Regions from separate parts of the Pan troglodytes genome. Here regions 2 and 3 are each linked to region 1. A link is a contact called in public Hi-C and HiChIP or PLAC-seq data. All regions are on one chromosome and are shown on one strand. The core of a region is the stretch at or near the end of the contact, and the rest is flanking DNA. Distances in the headings are between cores, read along the strand shown. Region 1 holds the start of C2AH2orf50 (chromosome 2A C2orf50 homolog). Region 2 holds the start of E2F6 (E2F transcription factor 6). Region 3 has its middle 22 kb from the start of PDIA6.

Region 1 (5,075 bases), core at 966-3,465:
GGTGCAAGATGAATGCATCCTAGAATCTATCAGGCTGCTCACTTAAAAATGTAATTGAGATCATGCCATGTTCCCGCTTAAAATCCTGGATGGTGTCTCCTTTGGAAAAAATGCATCCAGACTTTCATAAGGGCTGGGGTGGCCCCCGCTGCTCCCCCTCATCCTGTGGCCTTCCTCACTCCCTGTGCCTCAGCTACACCAATTCTTTGTTTTGTTTTTTAGATACATCAAACTCTTGGCTCCTTCTCCTATTTCATGTCTCAGCTTAAATGTCTCCTCCTCAGAGAGGCCTTCGGCCGGCTCTGCCCCCGACCCTGAACTGTTTCCTTCTTACCGCTGGTCACACTTCATACAGATTTGTACTTTTTTGCTTCTCTGCTTGCTTTTTGGCTGCCCTGTCCTGAGTATGAAGGCTCGGTGGAGCCATGGCCAGGTCTGTCTAGTCCCTTGTTGCAGTCTGGTCTCGTTTCAGAGCGGCTCATGGGTATTTTTGGTTGAATGAATGCATGAAGGAGCATCCTTTCCCCGAGTCAGGTCAGACGGCCAGCTCCTCTCACCCAGACTAGGCCAGCAGGCTCCAGCTCAAGGGATTACCGGCCGCGTTGCAGTCGGAATGAACGAGGTGGGGCTGCTCTGACCCAGCGGCATCTGGTCCTGGCTTCCATCTTCCTCGCTTCTTAGGCTCAGGCTCGGGTCTGGCTCTGGGCTGGGCTGGTGACCCACCTTCCCCCGGGCATGCCATGCCCTCTGTCCCTCAGCCGGATCATTTGCTCTCCCATCTCCCTTTCTCCAAAACCTTCCCCAACTTGTAGTCAGGCTGCGGAGTCAGGGTGGAAAAGGGAGGGCAGGGACTCACCAGCGCTGCTGGCCCCGCCGCTCGGCCTCCAGGAGCTCCCGCCACAGCTGGTCCTGCTGCACGCCATCGCAGGCAGCTCCCTGAGCCACCCGCTGCGCCTTCAGAGCCTGGGGGGCCTGGCAGCCACCAGCAAGACCCCTGCTGGCCATAGGGCCACCCCGGGCAGCTGGGGAGACCGAGGCTGGCGGCCTGGTGGGGGGCAATCGGTACCCAGCTGATGTGGTTCTCTGGAGCCCAGGGGTGGGGTGGCTCCCCATGGGTGCAAGTGTGTGTGTGCTTGTGTCAGAGAGCAAGAGAGAGAGACCTGTGCCTGAGCTCAGCTCAAACCTCCTCCTGGAACACTCTGTCCCTCCTAACCCCGGGAGAGCCTGGGCAGGGTCCTCCTCACTGTCCCTTTAGGCCTCGAGCTCAGAGTGGCGGATGGGGACAGGGCTCTCCGGGCTGGGGAGAGCATTTGAGCCCAGTTTCGTTTTGAACTCCCGCCTGTGTTGACTGTTGTCCTGGAAACGGACAGCTCCTAGGAAAGGGGCGGGCCCCGTGTGTGTGTGTGTGTGTGTGTGTGTGTGTGTGTGTGTGTGTGTGATCTGAGCCCTAGGGCTGGGGGGCAGAGAGTTCCTGACTAGATGCCACGCCCAGTTCAGCAGCCCCCTACCCCAAGGCCGGAGTCCTCCGCACAGGGTGGGGGAGTGGGAGGGAGCAAAGCTGGGGCTCCTGGGGGCCACCCCCACCATTATTGCACTTGCTTCCGGCAGCCCGTCAGGCCGTGGGGCGATGTTAGTCCTGTGCTGCCCCCTCGTGGATGCTGCGAGGCTCGCAAGAGATGGTGGCCCTGAAGGCGCTTTGGGAATTGTGGATCAGGCATCAGTGTGAAGCTTCCTGCTTGTTTGGGAACGATGGCGGAGGTCATGAGCTTATGTTGGGCGAGGGAAAATGAGTGCAATGCACTAGGAACATCCACTCTGTCTGCAAACCCAGAGCGTTCACACAGCACTCTGCTTTATCTGAGACCTCCCAGCCATGCCTTTCCAACGCCATTCTACAGATGAGGAAACTGAGGCCCTTACCGGCAAGATTAGGTGACCGCCCACGGTCACACAGTCAGTCACCAGCTGAAAGGAACAGTGAGAATCTGAGGGCTTATGGTCCGAGCCCTCAGCCCTGTTTCTGCTCTAACTGGGTGCAACCAGGCTCCCTCCGTGGCAGCCTCTCCTGGTCTGGCTCAGCTGAGCTCCATGGACGCCCGCTGCTCTCATCACTTCTGCCTCCTGCACTCTCTGCTTCCGGTTCTCTGGGTTTCGTGCTGTTCCGGTAGGTGCTGGCAGATTCACAGTTCCTTCCACGCAGCTTCTCTGTGGGTCCATTCAGCTGGCCCGCTGCTTCCTATCTTTGTACGGGAAGAGCTAAGTGCATACAAAGCCCTGATGAATAGAGGCCTGCGCAGAGTGCCTGGGGTGCAAGGCAGCAGGGCAGCCAGTGAACCACTGAGTTCGCACTGTGGCCAGTCCTGTGTGCCCCTGCTGGATTCTACTTCTATGAGGGAGGCAGCAAGGAGTTGGGACTTCACAGGTGAAAGGACTTGCCAGGTAGAAAAACTGGGGTGACCACAAAAGCTTGGATGCAAGAGAGAGCCTGGTATTTTGGGAGATGTGGGGGAGGAGACAAGGACGGGGGTGGCAGGGCACATGGGGGCAGGCCCCGGAGTATTTTCCACGGTATCCTGCACCCAGTGGGGAGATACCGATGGGCTGTGAGCCCCAAGGGAGCTGCAGGGAACAGAACCATCAGGACAGGGGCAAAAAACAGGTGAGGTCGCCATTGCCATGGCGTGGTGTGGGTGAGCAGTGGCAACGAAGCCCCTACTGGGCTCGGGCGGAGGGCTGGCATGGAGAAGACAGGGCTGAGAGCCAGGTCAGAAAGAGCTGCCAGCTTCGTCTTCCCACACTTGCATGAGGACGGAGCTGAGGGATGGGGCCTTTTGGAAAAACATTAGTCTAAAATCAGAGCTGCAGGCCTGGGACTCTGTCTCTCCTCTGTTCCTCCCCTCGGAGCTGGGATGACACAGGGTGGCATCTAGTGACTTAAATTTTCCTGGTAAAGATGAGCACAGCAGGAGTGCGGCGGGGTGGGCCGCTGTGAGCTAGGACCCTGGGTCAGGCTTTTCTGAGTGCTGTTTTCGTGGAGGTGTCTGTGCTCCCTGCACTGGGACGACAGGTTCCTGCCATGCCCAAGGAACAGTGGTTCTGGCTTCCCTGAACCCCCAGAAGGCATCCCGTGAGTGTCTTTAGAGAGGACGGTGTGTCCTGGAGGGTCCTTGCTGTGTGTCCTGGGAGGCTTTGTCAGGCTGACCGCAGGCTGTGGCGCTGAGCAGCTGGGAACAGCCATGCAGTTTGCTCAGATACCTCCAGCCCTGGCCACAGGCTCCAGACACAGGGACCAGGGCAAAAAAGGCCAGCAAGGGCATCTGTGACAAACCATCACAACTGATTGAGTTCCTGATGTATGTAGAGGCTGAATAGTTCAACGGATTTTTTTTTTTTTGAGACGGAGTCTCACTCTGTTGCTGGGGCTGGAGTGCAGTGGTATGATCTTGGCTCACTGCAACCTCTGCCTCCCAGGTTCAAGCGATTCTCCTGCCTCAGCTTCCCGAGTAGCTGGAAATACAGGTGTGCACCGCCACACCCAGCTAATTTCTTTTGTATTTTTAGTAGAGACAGGGTCTCACCATGTTGGCCAGGCTGATCTCGAACTCCTGACCTCAGTTGATCCACCTGCCTTGGCTTCCTAAAGCGCTGGGATCACAGGTGTGAGCCACCGCGCCCGGCTGGAGGTTGGTTTTTAAAAATTAAAATTTAATTTAAAAACCATTTCAGACCGAGAGTTGATAGAGGGCTGGACTGATGTGTGACAAAGCAAATACAATACAACGTAACTGCAGAATCTAGGTGGTGGGCGTATGGGTGGACATATGTTGGGTGTCTGCCCTACCATTCTTTCAACTTTTCTGTATGTCCGAAAAATTTCAAAATAAAATGTTGAGGGGGAAAAAAAAACTCACCTGCCAGTCCAGGTCAGTCACTGCCAGTCTCTTTTTACATGTCCTTCTGCCTGGAAAAACATCCAAATTCACTCTGGGTGAGCCTCACTGCGCCCCAGCCTGGGAGGACCAACCCCGCCCTGCCCCTCCCGCCAGCTCTGAGGCTGGCCTCACCTGGGGATCAGGACACCGGGTTCCAGTCCCTGCTCTGCCAGTGACTTGCTCTGTGCCCTTGAGCGAGGGCTCAGGGCACACCCCACATTTTGTGGTCTAACTTTATCTGAGACTTTCCAGGGGAGCACAAGAATCCCTGCGTTTGGGAGGTTGCTGGAGTTGTCTTTTATTGGGTTTTCCTCACCCCAAAAGGCGTAGCAAGTTTAGGGCCTTCAGCTGGGCGAGGCAGAACGTTCCAGCCCAGGCAGCCACAGGGTGGCCCCACCAGCCCGGGAGCAAGCACACCTGCGATGCACAGAGCGAGGCAAGGCTCCGCCCTGCGAGCCAGCCCCGCCCACTTCCTGTAGGCCCCGCCCCTTCCCGGGTCGGCGGGCGAGGGAGGGTCCCGAGCTCCGCCCCGTTCCGCCGGCGCAGGGCTCAGGAGCCCCGGAGCTTGGGAGCCCGAGGGAGGGAGCTGAAGGGGCGGGTCCGTGGGAGGCGAAGGCAGGGGAAATGTGTGTCTGCATTTTTTAATTTGCAGGGGATATTTTCCGTCCCCTTTGTCCCGTAAGCCTCTGCTTTTTGGATGAAAACGTTGGCTTTACCACCCTCTCTCTCCTTCCCGCACGCGCACACCTTGAAGGCATCCTACCAGGCGGTGACCGCAGAGGAAGCACCCAGGGCCACAGTTCTTGCCTTGTCAGCTGCTGCCACCACGTCCCCAGAAAGCTCCGGGTTCGTCAGAACAGCAACATTAAAGGAAGGCCCAATTTATCTATGGAAAAATCCGCTCCGGCCTTCCTCTTGTAGCCCCAACCGTTTTCACTTCTAAGTAGCTGCTTTGGGTCTTACTGTTGGTTGTACAGTTGCTGTCAATGTGCCTACCATTTTGTACCCAGCTTAAAATTGTTTGTTTGTTTGTTTATTTATTTAGAGGCAGAGTATCGTTCTATCACCCAGGCTGGAGTGCAGCGGGGCGATCTCTGTTCATTACAACCTCCGCCTCCCGGGTTCAAGCGATTCTCCTGTCTC
Region 2 (5,075 bases), core at 1,722-4,221, 330 kb before region 1:
TAGTCTTCAGCCCTAACTTGAAAGTCCCAAAGCCCATGCCCCATTCTGCCCTAGCACCATTTTGCCCCAGGAAGCATACACAAAAACAGGGCTGGAACTGGGAAATACCAGAATTTCTGTGCTCAGAACTGTGACTGTATATCAATGTAAGGCCATGGTGGACAAAGCCAAGGATGTAGTGGCCAAAGTCCTGGTATTTGAGTCCCCAACCTGGAACAAACTTCTCTGAGCCTCTGTACCCTCATATATATATATATATATATTTTTTTTTTTTTTTGAGACAAGGTCTCGCTGTGTCACCCAGGCTGGAGGGCAGTGGCATGATCTTAGCTCACTGCAACCTCTACCTCCCAAGTTCAAGCGATTCTCTTGCCTCAGCCTCCTTAGTAGCTGGGATTACAGTCGCCTGCCACCACGCCCGGCTAATTTTTGTATTTATAGAAGAGACAGGGTTGCGCCATGATGGTCAGGCTGGTCTCAAACTCCTGACCTCAATCAAGTGAGCCTCCTGCCTCAGCCTCCCAAAGTGCTGAGATTATAGGTGTGAGCCACCATGCCCGGCCTTCTATAAAGTATTCTTGAAATAGCTGCCTCACAGGCAGATGTGGAAAAGCACCTGTAGTTTACAACTAATTCAGTTATTATTTTTTCTTCCTCTGCTGTGCTGCTATTGTGTGTTAGACATACTCTAATTTAGTACTTATGCTTTCTGCTTATGTATCTCCCCCAGGCTAGTAGCCCCTGGAACACAAGGTAAGGCCCCATCAGATTCAGTTCTTCCCTCAACACCTACCCTACTGCTTGGCCCATGAGAGATGCTTCAAAAAAAAAATGTGCAGAAGATTATGTCTTGGGGAAAAGCCAGGTCACAGGCACAATAAGTGTGAGGATTGTGCCATTTCCCCGACTCTCCCCAGCTCTGTGCTCATGCTCTTTCTTTAGCCTGGACCACTTGCTACTCCGTCCTGATCCACACCCCACCTTTACTTGCCCAACCCCAACTCTGGTTGCAGAGAATCTAGTCGTCCTTGAAGAATCTTCCTAAAGATCTGAATGCCAAATTAATTAATCAGTTGTGGAGTCAAAGCCTGCCTCTACCACTGCCTACTAGGACCTTGAGTAAATTTTTGTAATCCTGCTGATCTTAATTTTGCTGATCTGCAAATTGGGCAGAAAAATACCTATCTTTCAGTTTTGATATGAGATTTACATAAGCAAATGTATGTGGAATGCCAAACACATAGCAGATGCTGAATAAATGCCTTCAAATGGCCATTTCTAACGGCTCTGGGAAATTCTCCATTCTGCAACAATATGCAGTCTTCTCGAGACCTCCGCTACGTTCTCTTTTTTTCTCATCGTTTATTTAGCAAACATTAATAGAGCATGTTTTATTTGCCAGACACTGTGCTAGATGATAGAGATACAAAGATTAGAAGCCAGGCATGGGTGTCTCACGCCTGTAACTCCAGCACCTTGGGAGGCTGAGGCAGGAGGATTGCTTAAGGTAAGGAGTTCAAAAAATAAAATAAAATAAAACATAAAAAAAAATTAGCCAGGCATGGTGGCATGCACCTGTACTCTCAGCTACTTGGGAGTCTTAGCTGGGAGATCACTTGAGGCCAGGAGTTTGACGCTACAGTGAATTATGACCGTGACACTGCCCTCCAGCCTGGGTGACAGAAAAAAAAAAAAAAGATTAGAGAAGGCCTCTGACCTCACAGTCTAGTGGGGAACCAGCTTCTTCGGGGATTTTTCCCTGCCTCACCTCGCCCACCTCAGGCTGTGTAGAAACCCCCAGTCTAACCAGTTGTTTCCCTCCAACTCTGTACATACCACGGTGTGTTGCCTTTTTATTTCAAACATGTGCTGGCCTCTGTTCTAATCACAGCAACCTGTATCCATTAATCCATTTAATCCTCACAACAACCTTATCAGGTAAGTATTGTCATTATTTGCATTTTCCAAATAAGGAAACTGAGGCACAGACAGATTAAGTAACTGGCTTAATAAGGTCTTCTAGTTTATACGTAGAGGGAGCCAGGACTTGAAAACACACCTTCTGGCTCCAGCTTAATTAACATGCTCTGTTTACTTATCTGTCCCCACTGAAATTGGAGGTTGAACCCGTGGCATATTCAAATGAATAAGTATCGCCTGTGCCCACCCCAATATCTGACACTATAGGTCAACGATAACTCATTCGTCAAACAGGAAGGAGGAAGGAAGGAAGGAAGGAAGAAGGAAGGAAGGAAGGAAGGAAGGAAGAAAGGAAGGCGGGCGGGCGGGCAGGCGGGCAGGCAGAGGTAAAACGATTCCACAATGGTGTGGTTGCTCACATTTACTAAGCATCAACACTGACCTGCCTGTAAGATGCGCTAACAGAGCTCACGAATAAATGAAGGCTGGGTGTGGTAGCTCACGCCTATAATCCCAGCACTTGAGAGGCCAAGGTGGGAGGATGGCTTGAGCCCCAGAGTTCAAGACCAGCCGGGGCAATATACTGAGACCCTGTCTCTACTAAAATTAAAATTAAAAATTAGCCAGGCGCAGTGGCGCGCGCATGTAGTCCCAGCTACTTGGGAGGCTGAGGTGGAGGATCGCTTGAGCCTGGGAATTCAAGGCTGCAGTGAGCCCTGACCACGCCACTGCACTCCAGCCTGGGCGACCAAAAAAAAAATTAAAATTAAAAAAAGGAATAAATGAACATCTCTGCGGCTCAGAACTTTCAGTTATCACCTCAGAACTTTCAGTTATCACCGTCGAGAATTCCAGGCGAGCGCTGCGTTTTCCCGGTTGCCTCTTTTCTCTCACCCCTGTTCCCTTCCTCTGGAATTCGGCTCCACCTCTTCCTTTTCCTTTGCCAGCCTCTCCGTGGATTCCGCGGTCCGGGTTTCCCGGGCGGCAGCCGCCGGGAGAGGATCGGTGCGTGGGAGCGCTCCGGCAGCGGCGGGCATGCGCAGAGGGGGGCGGCGCACTGCGCATGCGGGAAGATGGCGGGCCGGGCGACTTGAGATCCGCGGGTCTCCCTCCTCCTTTTCCGTCTGCGTCGGGAGCTCCCGGGCACGTGAGGCCGTGCCGCGTTTACTGGCGGGCGGGACGGCCTAGCCGGGCGGCGCCTCGGAGGAAGCCGCGGACCCCTTAGGTGCTGGGCCCTTGGAAATCGGCGCGTGGGGGGCGGTGCTCGAGCTGAGCGCGAGAGGGCGGGAGAGCTCGTGGGGTGCGAGGGGAGCAGGACGCCCGGCCGGGCAGCATGAGTCAGCAGCGGCCGGCGAGGAAGTTACCCAGTCTCCTCCTGGACCCGACGGAGGAGACGGTTCGCCGTCGGTGCCGAGACCCCATCAACGTGGAGGGCCTGCTGGTAAGCTCCGGGACGGGACGGGGACGGGCGGTGGTCTCCCAAATCCGGCCCCCTCCTCCCCGCGCCGCCGCCAACCCCGCTGGCCGTCGTCTGGGTCGTCTGCTCCCCCTGGGCCAGGCGCTGCCCATCACGTGCTGCGAACTGCGCTCTCCCGCCTTCTGCTTTCAGCATCTGCTCACAGACGTGGTATCAGTCTTCTGGGCTTTTACATCGGAACTTCAGAGCACTGTTGGAGAAAATTGCTCAACTTTGCATTAGAGAGTCCATGTTTATCTCCTTCTATGGACTCTAGCTGTATCTCTGCAACCTATCATTTGTTCTTCTGCCTCCTCTCCCAACCTTCTGCTCTACTGCAGCCGTTTAAAACCTTGTCCACGCTTTATATTTCCCACGCCACAGCTCCCATTCATCAAATTATCTCCCCACCTGTTTGACAGAGAAAATGGTTAGGAAATTTGGCTGCCTTTCCTGCAAAGGCTGATTTCTTCTCTTGTTCAGGACCAGATGCTGTATTCCCCGCGGTTATCAGGGCCTTCAACAAATGCATTTTCTTTTTCTTTTCTTTCTTTTTTTTTTCTTTTCTTTTTCTTTTTCTTTTCTTTTTTTTTTTTTTGAGATTGAGTTTTACTTTTGTTCCCCAGGCTGGAGTGCAGTGGCGCAATCTCAGCTCACTGCAACCCCCACCTCCCAGGTTCAAGAGATTCTCCTGCTTCAGCCTCCCATGTAGCTGGGATCACAGGCATGCGCCACCACACCCAGCTAATTTTGTATTTTTAGTAGAGACGGGATTTCGCCGTGTTGGCCAGGCTGGTCTCGAACTCCTGACGACCTCAGGTGATCCACCGAGCCCGACCTCTCCCCATATTTTCAGTTTCTCTGCTGCTTTCTTTCTATAACTAGTAGTAATTAAACATTTTCCCAAGTCATTATGCCTGGTCCCCCTACCAAATAGTTTGTGATTATTGCCTCATTTAATTTCTCATTTCTCACAGCAGTGTTTTATAATACTAAAAGATTAATATTCTTGTTTCACGGTTGCCAAAACAGACTTGGAGATGCATGTAACGCCGGCTTGCCTGTGGCTGGATAATAAGTGTAGAAACTTGGGTTGAAGCTCCAAATGTCTAACTCCAGATGATAAATTCTTGACTACTAAAACCGCATTCTAAATCCATCCCCATCTTAAAAGATCTCTCCCTTGATTCCATATCCCCTCCCATCTACTGTCTCTCTTCCTCTTCACAGCTAAACTTTTTTTTTTTTTTTTTTTTTTTTTGGTGACGGAGTCTTGCTCTGTCACCCAGGCTGGAGTGCAGTGGCCTGATCTCGGTTCACTGCAAGCTCCGCCTCCCGAGTTCACGCCATTCTCCTGCCTCAGCCTCCTGAGTGGCTGGGACTACAGGCACCCGCCACCACGCACGGCTAATTTTTTTTTGTATTTTTAGTAGAGATGGGGTTTCACCGTGTAAGCCAGGATGGTCTCAATCTCCTGACCTCATGATCCACCCGCCTCAGCCTCCCAAAGTGCTTTCACAGCTAAACTTCTTGAAAAAGTTATTTACACTCACTGTTTCCACTTGATGGCCTCTTATTACCAGCCAACCCACTGCTGGGGACCCCTATCCTAAGCACACTTGTAAGACCGTTCTAACCAAGGTCACCGACAAGCTCGTCAATTCCAGCAGCTGTTGTAGTTTTGACTACAACACTCGTG
Region 3 (5,075 bases), core at 780-3,279, 290 kb after region 1:
TGCATAAGTGCTCCTTAAATCACCATCTGGAGTTTCCATACCAACCTCTCCCTGGCTTCATCTTATTTTTTTCTCCCCCTCATTTTTATTCCTCTCTGATTTCCTCACGTATGTTTTTTAATCTTGTCATATTGAGTGCATCTTTGCAAACTGCTTCTAATACTTCAGGGAACTAAATGCTGTGTTTCGTGCTCTCTTTTCCCCATCGCCTCCTTGAATATTTAGTAAGTCTTTGTGAGGATGTCAGCCCCTCCCTGCTGGGCTGGTGGTGTCCTGGGTAAGGGGGCCGTGGCCACCATGGGAGCAGCACACAGGCCCAGCTTGCTGGGGGCCGCACTCATGGGAAACAGAGAGGGGTGACAGTGAGAACAGAGGCAGGGACAGAGCCAGCTCCTTGATCCTGCTGCCCATGGAAGCTTCTCCTCCCAGCATCAAGCCCAGGCAGATTTGGGGTTCTGTTGTTTAGGAGAGGTGGGATTTCCTTGCTGTAAGTGGGACAAGTATCATCACTATTAACCATCATGAATGAGAATGAAACAGAATGAGAAGACAAAAAGCCAGAAAGATGTTCTCATTCCTCTGTGCTCACACAGCTCATCAGAGAGGGTTGAGGCATGGGACCCCACGTTCTAACCCCAAGGAGTCCCCATAACCCTGTCTGCTACCCTGAGACACAGGTCCCTTCCTGCTCACATGAAGTAAGCCATCTATTTTTTTTTTAATCCCCATAGAACACAAGTGGCAATGAAAAGACACAATATAAAGAAAAGGTTAAGTAGATCAGTGGTTTCCAGGGGCTAAGGGAAGGGGAAGATTGGCACAGGTTTCTTTTTGAGGTGACTGATGAAGTGTTCTGGAATTGCTGGAGGGGGTTACACCAACTTGTGAATACACTAACAACAACCAAATTGGACAATTTAAAAGAGTGAATTCTATGGCATGAGAATGATCTCTTAATTAAAAAAAAAAAAGCCTGCAAAAGTTTCATTTAAAACCACAGAAGGCCGGGCATAGTGGCTCATGCCTTTAATCTCAGCACTTTGAGAGGCCACAGCGGGCTGACTGCTTTAGTTCAGGAATTCGAGATCAGCCTGGGCAACTTTGTGAGACTCCGTCTCTAAAAATAGATACATAAATAAATAAATAATAAAATAACACCACAGAGCCCAAAGCCCCAGACCCATCCTAGACAAGGATGCTCCAGGCCTGACGTTGCCAGTGTCTGCAGCAGGCCATCGTAGGACCTTAGTGTGCCTTAAGGGAGTGTGGGATCTGTGGCTGAATTTCAGGAAGATTCAGCTTGTATTTCTTACGTGGGAAAGACCCTCGGAAAAGTAGGGGTTGATCCCCCTTCCCCTTCATCACTGGTGGTGGCACCCCCACGGGCACCTAGTGGGGCCAATAGGATCATCTCAGGTACCAAGGTACTCCATGGTCTGAAAGCATTTTTTTTTTTTTGAGACAGAGTCTTGCCCTGTTGTCCAGGATGGAGTGCAGTGTGGCTCGATCTTGGCTCACTACAAACTCTGCTTCCCGGGTTCAAGTGATTCTCTTGACTCAGCCTCCCGAGTAGCTGGGATTACAGGCGCCCGCCACCACGCCCAGCTTATTATTGTATTTTTAGTAGAGACGGGATTTCACTATGTTGCCCAGGCAGGTCTCGAACTCCTGACCTCAAATGATCCGCCCGCCTCGGTCTCCTAAAGTGCTGGGTTACAGACGTGAGCCACCGCGCCCGGCCCCCTCTCTAAGCATTGTGATTTCATAGGATCCCCTGGCGGTCCCATGAGGGAGACAGGGCCACAGTCACTGTCTCCATTTGGCAGCTGAGTGAAGGTGGAGCTCAGAGGTGGATCCAAACCCAGGCTGGGTTTCCTCGTGGGTCGGAGATGTCTGCTTTACTTTTATTAAAACATCGTCCCGGTCTGGCACACCTGAAGCTGTGTATCCGAGTGTGCCGGGCCGGCTCCCTGAGCCCCACCTGCCTTCAGGCCTCCAGCTCTTGCCTGCAGCGACCCCTGGTGGGTGCGCAGGCCTCGTCACCTCCAGGCTGGGAACTGGGCTTCCCCGGAGGCCGCACCTGGAAGGAATACGCCCCGGATAAGGCCCGCGATGGAAACGGAACCCGGCTGGCTCACTGCCAGCGGCCTGGTCCAGAAGGCGGGCTCCGGAGCCCGACTGCCGGGGGTACCCGCCCACCTCACCCGCCTGCCAGCCCTGTGTCCCTGGAGTCCCCAGCCTTTCCACCATCTCAGGCCTGGGATGGAAACAGCACTTCCTGCAGATGGCTTGGGAGGCCTGAAAGGACGGTTCAGGTAAAGTGCAACGCCCGGGGCCGAGCAGCGGCCACAGTACACACACAGGCGCTGGTGCTGCTCCTTGCTGTAGGCCCTCCCCACGTGTTCATGCTCATCAACCCACGCTATGAAATTAGTTCACTCTAGGCCAGACACAGTGGCTCATGCCTGTAATCCCAGCACTTTGGGAGGCCGAGGCAGGTGGATTGCTTGAGATCAGGAGTTCGAGACCAGCCTGGCCAACATGGTGAAACCCTGTCTCTACTAAAAATACAAAAAATTAGCCAGACATGGTGGTGCGTGCCTGTAATCCCAGCTACTAAGGAGGCTGAGGCAAGAGAATCTCTTGAACTTGGGAGGTGGAGGTTGCGGTGAGCTAAGATCACACCACTGCACTCCATCCTGGGCAACAGAGCAGACTCTGTCAAAAGAAAGAATGGAAGGAAGGAAGGAAGGAAGGGGGGTCGGGGGGGAGAAATTAGTTCACTCCACAAACACATCAAGTGTCCCCTGTGTGTCTGAGGCAGGGAAGGGAGGAGACCTGCCTCTTAGTGTTCATAACAAAGAAGGACCTGGACCCTCCCAGGCCACAGGAGCCTCGGCCTGCATCCAGGCCACAAGGGTTTACTAAGCACCCTGTCAGTCCTGCCAGGCGCTCAGGGACCAATGAGATCCCACCTCTGGGAGTCACTGCAGCCCAGAGGGGTGAGGGGCAGTGCCACAGAGAGGCCAGGCCTCCGTGGAAGGAGGGAGGGAGGGTGGCCAGCCCCAGGGAGGGAGGGAAGCCTCACAGGAGAAGGGCACACGTGTCCAGAATGTTCCCTCTCCACAGAGAGGGTCTTTCTCTCCAAAGCACACTGCTGCAGGCAGCATCCGTGGCCCACATAGAAAGAGGCTCACCTTTGATCCAGCCTGAGAGGTTCCCTTTTTTGTCTCTGCTCAGAAGCGCAGCCTGAAAGGAGAGTGAGGCACTGCCTCCTTTTGAAATCATGCAGCTGCTGCTGAGGCCCCAAAGAAAGATACAAATGCACTGGGATCTTTCCCCAGATCTGCGTTGCTCTCACTGTAGAAGCTGTTGGGACTTTGCAACAGTATTTAGAAAACACCTAATGCCCAGTCTAAATCTTCTTCAGAAGTCTGGGGATGGGGGAAGGGAGAGGAAATTATTTTAGAATTCTGCTTCCATGTGGCAACATCCAAAGATAAGAGAAACACAGAGAGCACTGGTGGGACCTGGGAGGAGGCAAAGATTTCTCTAAACCAACGTCTGGGGCTTCCAATAACCAGACACTGGCTGCCACTTCAGGGTCTTGGCACCTCAAGCTCCAAGCTCCACTTCCAGACACTTGATGGCTTCCAGCCCTGGGGATGTCATTTAACCTTTCCAGCCTGGATGTCCACATCCACTTAACTTCATACATCTCCCTGCAGAGCCCACTATACAGCAAGCACATGCCCTGGAATCCAGGCCCTGCCTCCGGGAGTGCCTGGATATAAGAGGGATGTATCTCTATTCATAGGGGCTTACAAGGCTGGTGCCAACCATACTGGCATTCTGGAAACTTCTGAGAAGGGGCTCAAACATGTTCTGAGAAGAGGGCCCAGCCGCCTCTACCTGGCAGAAGTCAGGGAATGAGCCCGCTGTGGGTTTTTGAGGTTCTGGGGGCCACTCCCCTTGGCTGTGAGGCTTATTACCCCACTGTGGTGATGGACTGAAAACCCCCAGTGGGGGTGGGGACACATCAAGCTCAGAGACACAGCAGCAAAATGGGGGCCTGAGAAAGCTGCCTCCCAGGCCTGCTGATCGGGAAATTCCAAACGGGAAAGGGTGATTAACAACTGCGGGAGCCGGAGGAGGGGAGAGGAGAGGGACCGGACAGGGAAAAAGACCCCAGATCCTGGGCCTGCACGAGGGCAGGAGCCAGCCTGGCCAAAGTGAGCCTAGAGGCCACACAGACGTGGGCCCCTTCTGCGGAGCTGGCCTGTCGAGGGGGCGGGGCTGTCCCTGACACAGAGCCTGGGCTCTACATGGACACCTGTCCAGGCAGGGGAGGGGATGCTTTCTGACTGCTCTGCCTCTGGGAAATGGGGACTCCTGGCCTTTCTCCATGCCCCAATATCATCTGTGAGCTCCCTCCCACCCCTCACTTGGCCTTTTAAGGAGAGTGACCCCAGAGGGCTGGAGTTCTGGGAGCCTCCAGAGTCCCGGCTTCTGCGGGTCTCAGTGGCTGGGGGGGCGGGGGGTGAGACAAGCGCTGGCCTCGACCTTGCCTTTTCTGCGTCCGCCAAATGTCCCTGGGGGCCCAGGTGATCCTCACCGCCTCCTTTCCCTGTTCCTGTGGCAAGCCACAGCCTGGCCTCCAAGCCAGCTGCCCCTCCCCTCAGGAGATGCCTCTTCTGGGGTCGCCCTCTTCTGCCCTGGACCCGACCTCCTGGAAGGAAGACCGAGGCGGGAGATGCTGACTGCAGGATTCAGCCAGCCCAGGGCCTGAGCCTGGGCCCTTCGGTCCACCACAGCACCGATTTTTTAGTGTAAATATTGTATCTAAGTACAGCACATACAGAGAAAAGCGCACGAGTCCTGAGCGCACAGCTCAAATCCCACACGCATCCCCGCAGCAGCCTGCGCAGAGCAAGGGCAGAGCGCCCCCTTGCGGTCACATCCTGTCACTACTCAACCGAAGGTGCCCGCTGCAAGGTTAGGTCTCCTGGCCTCGTGCTTCAAACAGGAATTAATAGAATCCCACCAGGTGGTGTTTGTGAGGCGTAGATGGCGAG

The links. A called contact is a pair of places that touch in the nucleus more often than the background predicts. HiChIP or PLAC-seq counts read pairs in DNA pulled down with a chosen protein or histone mark.
Region 2: an H3K4me3 HiChIP or PLAC-seq map of stem cell-derived excitatory neurons shows a contact between it and region 1, with 7 times the contacts expected there. The contact joins the promoter of E2F6 here to the promoter of C2AH2orf50 in region 1. A contact is called at or near these places in 2 of 7 Hi-C or Micro-C datasets (induced pluripotent stem cells and stem cell-derived neural progenitor cells) and 1 of 1 datasets of contacts at active chromatin or transcription factors (stem cell-derived excitatory neurons).
Region 3: a contact with region 1 is called in a Hi-C map of induced pluripotent stem cells, with 8 times the contacts expected there. The contact joins the enhancer-like site here to the promoter of C2AH2orf50 in region 1. A contact is called at or near these places in 5 of 7 Hi-C or Micro-C datasets (blood, induced pluripotent stem cells, a lymphoblastoid cell line and 1 more) and 1 of 1 other capture datasets (stem cell-derived neural stem cells).

Annotation. Positions count from the first base shown.
Region 1 is chr12:111,741,580-111,746,654 of NHGRI_mPanTro3-v2.0_pri, forward strand. C2AH2orf50 (chromosome 2A C2orf50 homolog) reads right to left here and starts at 2,216. Exons shown (of 4, transcript XM_016947175.4): 1 at 857-2,216. The coding sequence starts at 1,113. It also overlaps the pseudogene LOC129143205.
Region 2 is chr12:111,407,629-111,412,703 of NHGRI_mPanTro3-v2.0_pri, forward strand. It overlaps E2F6 (E2F transcription factor 6), which reads left to right and starts at 2,972. Exons shown (of 7, transcript NM_001242344.2): 1 at 2,972-3,361. The coding sequence starts at 3,254.
Region 3 is chr12:112,029,097-112,034,171 of NHGRI_mPanTro3-v2.0_pri, forward strand. No RefSeq gene overlaps it. Among named protein-coding and RNA genes, the nearest start is that of PDIA6, 22 kb to the right of the region's middle. Within about 2 kb of position 2,030, at least 4 of the 24 cell types and tissues checked have an H3K27ac peak or open chromatin away from gene starts, as enhancers often do. A contact at or near this core is called in induced pluripotent stem cells, where this site is marked.